2 separate regions of the Mus musculus genome follow, and region 2 is linked to region 1. A link is a contact called in public Hi-C data. All regions are on one chromosome and are shown on one strand. Each heading gives the region's core, a stretch centred on a gene start, on an enhancer-like site or on the middle of the called end of the contact. The rest is flanking DNA. Distances are from core to core; before and after follow the strand shown. Region 1 overlaps C530044C16Rik (RIKEN cDNA C530044C16 gene). Region 2 overlaps Gm46959 (a long non-coding RNA gene).

What was found. Hi-C and Micro-C count contacts between places; a contact is called where the count stands out from the background.
Region 2: a contact with region 1 is called in a Hi-C map of cerebellum, with 2.6 times the contacts expected there. The contact joins two enhancer-like sites. A contact is called at or near these places in 4 of 484 Hi-C or Micro-C datasets (cerebellar granule neurons, cerebellum, nephron progenitors and 1 more) and 1 of 9 other capture datasets (embryonic stem cells).

Annotation. Positions count from the first base shown.
Region 1 is chr6:50,804,443-50,810,187 of GRCm38.p6, reverse strand. All of the region lies in intron 4 of C530044C16Rik (RIKEN cDNA C530044C16 gene), which reads right to left. It overlaps Gm31455 (a long non-coding RNA gene), which reads left to right. Exons shown (of 5, transcript XR_869068.3): 4 at 2,361-2,476; 5 at 4,548-5,745. Among named protein-coding and RNA genes, the nearest start is that of Gm31455, 15 kb to the left of the region's middle. Within about 2 kb of position 2,512, at least 106 of the 459 cell types and tissues checked have an H3K27ac peak or open chromatin away from gene starts, as enhancers often do. A contact at or near this core is called in cerebellum and neural progenitor cells, where this site is marked.
Region 2 is chr6:51,052,745-51,059,127 of GRCm38.p6, reverse strand. The region is part of intron 3 of Gm46959 (a long non-coding RNA gene); the gene reads right to left. Gm31746 (a long non-coding RNA gene) reads left to right here. Exons shown (of 2, transcript XR_869077.2): 1 at 1-1,274. Among named protein-coding and RNA genes, the nearest start is that of Gm31746, 5.3 kb to the left of the region's middle. RefSeq lists an enhancer at 5,855-6,383. Within about 2 kb of position 1,682, at least 35 of the 459 cell types and tissues checked have an H3K27ac peak or open chromatin away from gene starts, as enhancers often do. A contact at or near this core is called in cerebellum and neural progenitor cells, where this site is marked.

The DNA.
Region 1 (5,745 bases), core at 1,263-3,762:
ATTCTAAGTTCATACTCTATCTGAGAATCAGGCTGATGAGAGTTTACTACAGAAAGGCCTTGGAAATACTATCCCATTCACTTGATAATCAAAAGACACTGTGAGGGGTCTCGGTTGTCAGTAAAGGAGTCTGATAGAGGAGAACGGAGGGCATCAGATGTATCCTCACAGAGTGACCTCAGATTTCTCAGTGCATCTGCAAGGGACATGAGGTAGTCTTTTCTTTGTTCCTGACACAGGCTGTGACTCTAAGGGGCTTGCAGGTCAGCCACTTCTGACTTCTTGGCAGCTGCTAAGCTAGGATTGCCCTGGGAGGACTGGAGGGTGGGGGTGGGAGTGGGAGGCAGACGGGATCCAGAACAGAAACCCAGGCTGGTGAAGCAGAGGGGATGATGGCCCTGCGACACTTTAATGCAGTGCGTTTTCTTCTGCTGACCTGAACATGAGTAAATAAAGATAACCCTGGTCACGAAACATAACCCACTTCCCTTCCAGAGGGACACTGGGGAATTCTGGTCAAACGTGTCCTGCCCACATGAGCTGCCATCCGGCTGAACGTGACAAGTGTCAGTATGTCAGTGTTAGCCACAGCCTGGATGAGCTGCTCCAGGGGAGATCTGCCCTGCTGCCCCAGAGTCCACTAGGAGAGCCTCCACAGACTCTGTTATCAAAGTAGATGAATGGCGACCTACCTCAGTTCTGTTTCTCATTAAATATTTACAGAGGGATTATCCCAAGTTTTGCCCGTTTCTTTGGCTTTTCTGTTTGGTTTTGTTTTCTGGCTTTAACATACAAAACCTCACCTAATAAAAATTGCACCACATTCAAGGCAACGTGTTGAGGGCACTGCGGTTAATGTAGCTTTACTGGTGTTATTTTAAGTGTCTGTACTCTGAATTCCCTTGGAATCCATGCTCTTAACTCCCACAAATATGAACGGACCTCCCACGCCTGTAGGACCCCGCTGTGTATTTATTAGGAAGCAACTCCACTTCTAAATGCTGCACACCGGGCTGCCCCCGCCCCACCGGGTGCTCGAGTTCCTGAACATGCGTGTTTAAAAATGTCCCTTAAAAAAATATGGCTTAGCTGGACAGGCAAAACATTCTGTGTAATCAGAGAGCATGTTTAGGAAACACTGTTTGCGGAGATGAACCGTGCTTTAATGAAACGTCCGAGGGGATAAATAACTCAGTCCCCTTCTCCGGGGTCATGGGTGCTGGCTTCAGCTCTGGTCATAAAACAAAGTGGAGTCGTGGTCCCCGGAAGGGAGCGATGCAAAAACATCAAATGTTTGGCCTGGAAATGCAATGCGAACAGAGACTAAAACCAGGCCCTTTCACTAGCACAACAAATATTAAAATAACCACTTCAAAGGCTTGGGGGGTGGGGGGGGCATACAAAGTTAAAGCCAGAGAGAAAAACCCCTCAGGTGAAGTCTGGTTGGATATCTGAAGGGAGACCTTTCACCGCTGTCTCGAGAAGTTTCACTTAACTGTAAAAGATGATGAGGGTTTAATTTATATTTAAACCAAGGTTAGCATCCCTCTCCTTGTAGGACATTCTTTCCTAAGCCCTGCACTGAGGGTTTTGTTTTGTTTTCTAGGCGGTGCTCCATCAGCTTTAAGGCAACGCTCACCCTAAAGATGGATAGATAGCTATAGCATCACCAACTTTGAACAATGAACTAAATACTGTTGAAAACAGAAATTAAATTTTTGTAGGCTATCCATTTTTATCTGCATTGCTTAATGAGCTCTAGCACCGAAAATTCTGTGTCCCCATAAAAACCTATTCAGCATTCAGTTTTCTCAAACTTTAAACCTCAAAAAAAGTTATGGCATCACTGATGGTGTACTGCCACCGTCTGGTCATTTTGAGAACTGCAGGTAGGTTCCCTTTTCTTCAAAAACTGAGCTGTTTTCACCAACACATGTATCTTTTGGGGAAGAGACTTGTTAGACCTACCTAAGTGTCCTAAGAACACTCAAAGGAATTCTGAAGGCTCCTCTTGTTGCCTCACAGTAGGAAAAATCAGATCCACTTCACACCGGGGGGCCGGGGGGCGGGTTCTCTGAAGATTGCCATTTACAGCAGGGGTATGGGATGAAGAGAAACAAAATTCTTAGTTTACACTTAAAACTTAGACTCGTAACTAGCTAGTACACCTGTGTGTCACCAGACATTAGAATCCCCTTGCCATAGATGAGGATAATAATCATGCCTGACCTGTAGGTACTGGAGGGTAAAGGAGATGATGCCCCGGAGGTGCTTAGCACAGCGTCGCGCTCACGGCAGTGGTCAGCGATGAGAGAGATTATTAAAACTCGTATTTATTTAACTTCCTTTCAAACATACAGATGAGAAATCACAGTGTTGGCAAGGACTTCGAGTGCCTGGATCCTGTCCCAGACAGAAAGTTTCCACGATTTCCTTTACGTCATGGGAACGAGAGGATCTGCCAACCTTTAGAGAAGTAATCTTCCCTCCCAGCTCCCCACAGGCTAGGCTCACAACTGCTCACCCCCAGAGCTACTGCTGAGCAGAGCTGTCCTGCCCTGGCCCCCACCTCCCTCCTCTGCTCTGTTCGGTACACCGGCCCTGGACATCTGTATTTGCACTGCTCTCTCGGGGCCCCCGTTGCCCCTGGGTTCTGTCTTGCTTTGTTTATTTAAATCCCACCTCTCTGGGAGACACGGATCCCATCTTTCTTAAGAGTTTGCCTCCCATCCGCTTCCTTACTGGCCACCACTGGCAAGGGTTCATTTTGCCAGTGATTCCCTGACAGTCACACCCATGAATGGTGGGAATAAGATGTGAGTATCTCTATGCCCTGTGTAGCCACGAGAGTCTCACATCTCTGGTCCTCATCTCTGCAATAAAAATATATGTCAGCACCCATCTCACTATCAAGATGGTGTGTCGGGACACAAATTGGAAACAAAGCCTGCACTCCCCATTCTAAATTAGCAGAGAACAGCCCTTCACAGATTAGAAAGAGGGGGCCTGTCACACGCCTGGGTGGCACTAAAAGACTATTGTAGCTATAAGATAGAAGCCAGACCTCAATCTCTTGTGGCTCTTTTGTCCCCACGTAGCCCCATGTTTAAAGGATTTGTGCATTCTTGCTTCCCACTCCCTCTGTCTCTGGGTGGTAAAGAGGTACCTGGGCATGGACAGAAAAAGTTCAGCACCAGGTGGCGCCTGGGCTGCGGATCGGACTGAACCGGTTGTGCAACACTGCTTCTATTTCAGACACAGTGGCTTTAAGGTTTCTTAACATCACTTTGTTCCTCCATAAAATATAAACTTTTGGCCACACCCCTACCCCACCCCCATCCTATCCCACCCTTGTCTTACCAAGTTCCTGCAGATATCAGAGTCCACTGCATAGTTCTCAGCTCAGTTCTTTGATTTTTTAAAAGTCCCCACCTCAACCAGCAGAGGGCGGTGAAAGACAAACTGAGCTCTGAGTCTCTCTCTCTCTCTCTCTCTCTCTCTCTCTCTCTCTCTCTCTCTCTCCCCCCCCCCCCCCCCACTGCCCCTCGTGCGCATACCTAGGCTGAGGACTGTTGTCCCCTTTAAAGGTGCAAGGAATTTGATGGTAATGTTATCACTCCTGTTACCCCTCTGTATGGCCCATGAAGGGTTCTGAGGCACAGCCAAACACCCTGAGCTGGAGAAGGGAGGGGGTTCAGTGCAGAAGACAGGCCAAGCAGCAGTGCAGCTACTTGGAAGTGAGGTTCAGAGCAAAACAGGAGAGACCCAGGCCTGCACCCCACAGACCTGGGAAGGGTGGCTTACTGAGAAAAGTCTGGGGGAAAATAAAAGACTTGTAGAAAGTTCTGGGTGCAGCCTCCTCGACATGTTTGTGGAGCGGTTGCAGTATATCAAGCAAGTACTACCAATGGACTTAGACCATGCGAATAGAGACACAGAAATGTTACAGATGCACTTTGTGATTCAGATTTATAACTTTCCAATGAGAGTCAGGGCCTGGAACCACCCTCTATTCCCATGGACAGCCCAGTCTGTATAGGGAGGGTGGGCTGAGAGTAGTTGGGAGATGGACTGTCCAAGCAGAGCTCTACTGAATAAACAGAACCATCAGTAGAACCTACAATGTGGCCACAGGGTCACACAGTTCTAGAGTAAATGTGTATAAAGCGGTTCAGAAAGCCTGAACAAGCAAAAGTCATGGGGGACAGCCATGATTTTAAAAGCATAACTAAATACTACATTCCAAAGGACCAGCAGCATTGCAGGTAAGGAATGTGGGCAGACGTGAGGCAAAGTGATGGATTGTCACCACTGTGTCCCAGCAAAGCTGCTTGAGGAGGGAAGCTATTACCTAGATTAGCGGTTAGACGGGTGTTGGTTTAAACTTGTTGTAAGTTTTAGATTTGAACTTGAGAAAAAAGAGTTATGGATTGCAGATGAATATTTGACTCTTCCTTGCAGAGTCAGTGTTAATCCCTGAGAACCTTCACACTCTAATGCTTGCTGGAAAGATCTTCCATCTTCCTTTCCTTCTCTTCCAACATTAGGATCCTCTCTGCATTCACCTGGCAAGGATTACCCAGAGAAACCTGGACCTTCTATTAAACAGCAGCTCTTCAAATGTTTGGACCCTTGCTCTCACAAACAGCCTCTGGTCCCTCAGAGTATCTACCCACCACGCAGCAGCTCTTCATCCTAGGACTGGCATCAGTTCACCAAAGGCCACCTCTTTCTGAGAGATAGTCCTAAAGAGGCTCATCTCCAACCGTGAGGCTCTAAGGAAGGCTCTCTCTCTCTCTCTCTCTCTCTCTCTCTCTCTCTCTCATCAAGCAGCTTCTTGTCTCTAGGAACTGAATCAGTGGGAATCCCTGACCTCTCCAAGGTCACCCTCTGCTCTCCTGGGATGATATCAGAGCACAGGCTCATTTTCTCTATGATACTCCAGTGCAGCATAGAGAAAAGTGCTGTCCATTTTCACAGGATTCTTCTGAGGATTGGACTACTGCTATCATTGAGGGAGGGGGACTAATGGGACAGGATGTAGTAAAACTTGGAGCAAAAAATGAAATGTCAGTGTGGAGATAATCTGCCTGCTTGACCTTCCTACCATCCCCCGAAGGAATCGATAACACATCGTCCTCCCAACTCCGTGTTCAACTAGACTTGTTTTCTGTTGGGGTGGGGCATGTTTTTGTTCTTCTTTAAAGGAGACCACACAAACTGTCAAGATAACCTGGAGATTAGCATGATAGACCCTTCTTATTTCCTAACACCCTAGTGAAGAGGTGACTTCACATGAAAGGCCAGTGATCCAGAGCCACCTCCCTACAGGGTCAGAGACAGAACACCCAGCTAGCAAGATCTGGCCACCAGGCCTTTGGGCTCAGCGACAAACATGACCCATGCTATTAAGTATTGGGAAAGGAATCAATGTTGTGTGCTCTGGCAAGCCCCAGGTTCTGCCAGTAAGGGGGGACAGAAGGAAGGCACGGAGCTGGGGCTCAAGCAGGGAAGGCCCAGCACCTGCCAGGGTTGGCCCATTGCCTGTGATTGTACCCAGTTCTTTGGTCTAGCTTGGTTTGTATTTTATATATATTTTAACTATGCTCATGGCAGCACTGTTCCACTCTAGGCTTATGCAAGGGGCAAAGCAGAAGTAAAGACGAACAAACAGTGCTCTAGAAACCGGCATGCCTCCATTTCTTCCCTCTGCCTCTGTCTCTTTCCCTTTGTCTCGCAGATTTC
Region 2 (6,383 bases), core at 433-2,932, 250 kb before region 1:
AGATAAACTGTAAGTACCTCCATCAGGCCCGGGATGAGGAGCGGGGCTCCTGGTCCTCTTGACATCATTGTTATTTAGGGGGGCTATCTTTGTATTTTTGTTCTTCGCCTTATTTCCTAAGATAGATGTTCCCTGGCAAAGGTGGTGTATGGACAGCTAAAAGCCTTATTCTGAGAATATGTGAGTAGTCTTCAATGATGTTTTTCACCATACAAAATGGGATTTTTCACAATAACCTATTTTCTTTTGGTTCACAAGTGGCATCTATTTTTCTAATTCATCTACTGGCTTCTCAAAGACATCCAGTTATTAAGTGACAAGGTAAGATTTGAACTCAGGCATTTCTCAACTACTACTCAATCTCTGAGCCCATGTGCTAAGGTTGTTTTGGAATAAGTATTAGTCTAAACCAAACGAAGATGCCTGTGTTTGACTTGTTTTGTTTTAAAATAAGGTCTTATTATGTAGTCCAGGTCAGCCTTGAACTTCTCCTGTTCCTGATTTTTGAATGCTGGGAGTATAGGCAAGTACCCCTGCATTCCATGATTCTATTTTTGACTTTCAAAAACTGGAAATTTGTATGTGGATTATATACAAATATAATTCAATATCATATGGATCAAATATCGCAATAATACAATGTCTCTTAGACCAACAATGTAAGAGAGACAGAACCGATGTTCTCTATGTGGGTTGATACGGTCTAGCTTTATCATGGGGCACACATGCCTTCTGGAAGACATCTGCAATAACTGAGGTACCAGTTATTAACCAGCATGATCCAGGTACACAGCATAGGGGGAGTTAACTGAAGAAATGCTGAATCAGTTGGATAATAGGAATCCTGTTTGATGTAATCTTTTCAAGCTTTAGCATATGTTCTATTTCTGGAGTCTGTGTGTGTGTGTGTGTCCCCAAAGACAAAGACAGAGGGACTTTTTATAGTTGGGAGAAAAGCCTCCAGCATGGCATGTGTGCCCTTGAAGCAAATACTAAGACCTGGTTAGATGAAGGCTCCACATGGGGGGGGAGGGGTATTACCATCACCATCCTCTCCAAAATGGCCTCACTTTCCGGGAGGCATGCTATTATTTTCTTTAAATTTTAAAAGTGAGGAAAGTGAGGAAAGTGAGGGAAGCTTATGTTTGTGGAGGGAGAGCCTTGACTCCTGAGCAGCATTGGCTGATAGAGCCTTCTGCCGTGATCAAAATGTTCTCCGCCTGTCCTCTTTAACATGGTAGCCACTGTCCACACGCGGATGCTGGACACATGAAGTGAGTATATGATTACATTTTAGATCTGTGACGATGAGGTGCCATTCAGATTTAAGCTGAAACTGTCACACAAGGCTAGGGGGTGCTCTATTGGGGTGTTTGGGTTTTAAATTCATGGTTTTTGTTACATTTTCTTTGCTTGAAGCAGGGGTTTTAGAGAATGAGGGAATGTCGACATCTCTGCCACTTGATTTTGATGGATCCTAGTTTCTTCCAGAGGATGATAAGGGATTGCGTCTAAACCTTGCACCGTGTCCTTTCCAGAGGGCTGTTAGAGTCTGCACTGATTTCCCAGGGATGCCTAACTACATTGTTCCCGTAAACAAGCCCTATAATAGGCTAAACCAGACTCTGGCGGTTTCTCTCCAGCCATATGGTATCATGACAAACATGACTAATTCCTGCTCTGTTGGTTCTGAATCGTGTTAATCTGCCAACTGGTTAGCGCCCATTATAAAGCAGCTTTTATCAGGAGAGTCTCATTAGCATGTGAAATTAGTCCAAGCCTAAACTTCATTTTGCCAAATCCTCCCTCAGGCTGCTCTTGAGATGGAGCCTGTTCACAATTGAGGTTTTGTGTCTTGACTGTCAGGCTATGTCCAGAAGGTCAATTAGCGTTTTTCTTTCTTCTTCTTTTTGATAGGATATGCCACGTTTATTTGCTGTGATCTAAATTCTGGTAGAGCTAGTCTGTCTTTCTGTTTGTTCTGCTTCTGTGATAGAGAAATATAATCTTTGCCTGCTCACAAAGATAATTTCTTATCATTTGGCTCAATAAAGGCTGACTTATAAATATTCTTCTGTGAGATTTCACCTAATGCATCTCTCCCTGATGTGTATCAAATAACCCCCTCAGCACCAAACCCTTTCAGGGTTACCCCCGAACCTTCTTAAAGTGCCCTTTGCACACATTGTTCAGGAGTGAAAACTAACCCAAACAACCAGAAGCCATTAGGTTCTTTAAAAGAACAGAAATAAGGTTTTAACAAAGAAGGTAGAGGCATGTATATGTTGTACCCCTGAAAGTTTTCTTTCTCTTGGAATTACTCCATTAGTTTTTTAAGAAATAATGCATGTTAGCTAATTTGGGGGGGGGTAGTTATCCTAAAATTCCTTAAATGAATAAAAGTTTAAAAGCATGACTTTGAAAAATTAATCAAAGACAGCTTAGTTTAAGGACAATGGGAGCAGAAGGAGAGAGAGAGAGAGAGAGAGAGAGAGAGAGAGAGAGAGAGAGAGAGATCGCTATGTGAAGTGGACAGGGCCAGTGTTAGGGAAACTGTCATCTCCCTCGTGTCCTGTTTTCTCTCCTGGGGAAGATGATGCTGGACTACATCTATGGAAAGCAGATAGAGTACAAATAGAGTGAACCCTCCACACCCCCCTATGCTGTGCTTTGTCTGGCTGGGCTCTTATTGGATTGTGTTTCATTGGGTTAGCCTCAGCTGTCTCAGAAGAGGAGACCTGCCTTCACTCTCATCCCCATTCTGCTCAGTTGTGTTTGTGAAACTTTCCTAAAAGCAAAATGTTGATGATGATGACTGCAAGTGATGTGTTAAGGTTTTCCCCATTATCTTGACATCTCTCTAAACACATACACACACACACACACACACACACACACACACACACACACACACACACATACACACACACAAAACAAAAACATGGGAGAGAACCTGAAATGTCACTCACTTAAGAATGTAACTTTCTCTGCCCCCCATGAAACATTATTGAGCAGCCGGACACATTATGGGATATTGGATCAGAGTGCTCATGCTGGAACTAGATATTAATTAGTTCTTCGTAGCCTTTGAAGGATTCTGAGTGTCAGTTTTGCCATCCATAAAACGGAAGCACCTACAGCTTCCCTCCTTCTGAAGATAAACTGTCATTATTTGGTTGATGTTGGATCTGGACCATGATGAGGGTGCAATGAGTGGCAGCTATTGTAGCTTCCATCTACAGGACACTGGGTGGAGGGTGAAGGCGCCTTTGTGCTCTCATTGTATGGGGAGCATTGTCACCACTTTCCAAGTCTCAGTTCTGGTCATCGTCGACAGTGGGTAGATTCTCTTTGGGAATGGGACACGGGGTCTTCCCAGGGCAAATGTCAGGCGCTTTGATGTGCTGCTGGGTCAGACTCTGAGAAGCTCCTGAGCAGTCAGCTTCGCCTCCCACTGAATGCCATCTGAGGCACGGCGTTCAAGAGGAAGGAGCTGAAAGGCTTCTGTGTGGGTGGGATGCCTTGAGAAGACACCCGAAGAATTCAGGGTGCCCACTCCTTGCTCATCAATCTCCCATTGTGAGGGGGTCCCAGGCCTGAGATGTTCTCTGAGTGTGGTGTGGGCTGGGCTTCCAGAGAAGACAAGGCCTAGAAGAAGATTCACTAGAGATGCTTTAATGTCTTTGTTTTTAGTCCCAGTTTTGCTTTTGCTGCTGAAGGGCAGGGGTGATCAGAGGGAATATTCTCCTTTCTGACTTAACATGGTTTCTTTTCTTCTCCCCACTTCTCCTTCTCTTCTCCTTCTCTTCTCTCTTCTTCTTCTTCTTCTTCTTCTTCTTCTTCTTCTTCTTCTTCTTCTTCTTCTTCTTCTTCTTCTTCTTCTTCCTCCTCTCTCTTCTCTCTCTCTCTTCCCCCTCTCTCTTCTCTTTCTCTCTCTCTCCCTTCCTCCTTCCTTCTTTCCTTCCTTCCTTCCTTCCTTGTTCATTCATTTGTTTTTTTGTTTGTTTTTCCAGATAGGGTTTTTCTGTGTAGCTCTGACTGTCCTGATACTCACTCTGTAGAGCAGGCAGACCTCAAATGCAGAGATCCACCTGCCTCTGCACCCCCAGAGGGCTGGGGTTAAAGACCTGTGCCACCACACCTGACTGCCATGGTTCCTGCTGTGGGGCAGGATTTTGGTTAATGGGAACAGACCACTTTCATTACAAACAACATTCTCTTCTGTCTTCTTGGCTATTGTCACCATCAAAAAAAACAAAACAAAAAAACAAAAAACAAAAAACAAACAAACAAAAAAACTGCTGGCGGTCTGCAGTGCCCCAGATGGTGGTATTGGACTCTAGATGCCCAGGCTGGTTAATATTTGGGTTGTCACTTTGGCAAATTCCCTCTTAGCTTCAAATTTCCTATCCTTTAAAAAGAATGCTCACATAACACCAAGCCTGTGAGGAGTTTTGGGTGGGGCAAGGGCAGCCATGCTTGCAAAACACGAGCCTGTCATGACTAGATTGGAACAGTGCATGTGGATGGTACAACAGCCAAGGAGAATCAGGTTGGGGATTTTGTCCTAACATTCCTGAACACTTCCTCCAGACCTCCTTTCTTCCTGATATACTTGTGAGGCTCTGTGGCCCTCCTGATGCCTACCTTGCAATCAATGACCCAAGGACAATCATCCTCTGAAGTGTAACTTCAAAGAGCAGCACCTTCTTAAGTTTGAAGAAGCTGTGTTGACCTGAGATGTGTCTATTTGTGGTAAAGAGTACGGGAAGGAAGATATTCAAGGGTGTTATTGAAGCCATGGAGAAAGTCAGAAGGGGCTTCTCATTCACCACAAGGGGTAGGTCTTGCTGGCTGTTGGCCTCACACGCTCGTTATGTATCCACTCTAATCAACCATGTGTCCCTCTCCACCTCTTCACATCCAGCCTCATGTTCTTCTAGAGCTATGTTATTGTCTCATTTGGAGGCTGATGTTCTGTAAACCCTTGCTTACCCTTGCTTGTGAACTGAAATAAAAAGAGGTTAAAAAAAAACTTTGCTTAAAATTAGCAGCAAATTCAAGAACTCCAGGCTTGTCTGTTGATAACTGGCATCTTGAGTTTTCTAAGATGTGGTGACAGATCATGTCTTTAACATTTTTAGTTTTGTGATTGTCTTAGCTACTGAATTGCGCTCTACTTTATTAACTGAGCCAGGGTTTCTCACTAAAGCTAGTGCTGGCCAATTTTCTCATTTAGGTAGCCAGCTTGCTCTGAGGATCCTGTCTCCATTTCACTGAGCATGGGATTATACCATGCCCAGCTAGCTTCTCCTTCTCCTTTGTTTAAGTGCCAGATTCTAATCTTTGTACTTGGACAGTAAGTACTCTGTCCACTGAGCTGTCGCTGGAGCCCAGGGGTCTGTGCCTCATTCACATGTCTCTTGTTAAAAATGGTAACACTGTAAGGATGTGTGTGTATGTAGTATGCTTGTGAGTATGTGTGCAGGTGCATGTGTGTGCAGATCTGAGTTTGACACTGAATGCCTTCCTCAGCTGCTCTCCCTCTTGTTCTCCTGAGACAGGAGCCCTCCCTCACCCGAAGCTCACTGATTCGGCTAGTCTGACTGGCCAGTGAGCTGCAGGGCTCTGACTGCCTCCACCTCCACAGTGCTATGATACAGGTGCCTGGTTCTGTGTGGCTCCAGAGTCAGCGAACTCAGGTCCTTTGCCTCGTAGGCACTTTCCTGACTGAACTAGTGAACTATCTTCCTAATCTCCCCGGGACTTTCAATCTAGTGCCAATTAAATCTTCCAAGGGCGTCCCTTCTGTAACTTATATCAGACAATATGGGGGCCTGTGGTTATCAGATTATTTGAGCCTTGTTTTTAAGGATAATCGAGTGAGCTTGGCAAGCCCGGGATCTCTCTCTCTCTCTCTCTCTCTCTCTCTCTCTCTCTCTCTCTCTCTCTCTCTTTCTTTTTTCTTTCTGCCTTTCATTATAAGAGATTCTGATGGAGCCAGGCCTTGAAGCAGGGGATAAAGCTCTTCTTTAGGGCTAACTACTCCTTGCACACATATCATCCTTCCTACCCTATGGAAGATAACAAATTCCCCCAGGGCCTTTTTTTTTTTTTTTTTTTTTTTTTCTTTTTCTGAAGGAGGAAGCCTTGGAGAAGACTTTGAAGGATCCGGAGTCAAGCCTGGTCCAGTTCCCAGGGATGTAATTTAACAGTGACTGATTGTTCATCGCGTGCTGCTTGAGTGTCATAATAAAGACAGATGGGAGCTGAAGAAAGATCTCCTTAAAACTCCCCTCCAGTACTGGGGCTCTGTAGAGCCCTCAGGGTGGGCTGTTGTGCCCCGGGAAGGGTAGTTATTAGTTAATAGGCACTCACAGAGC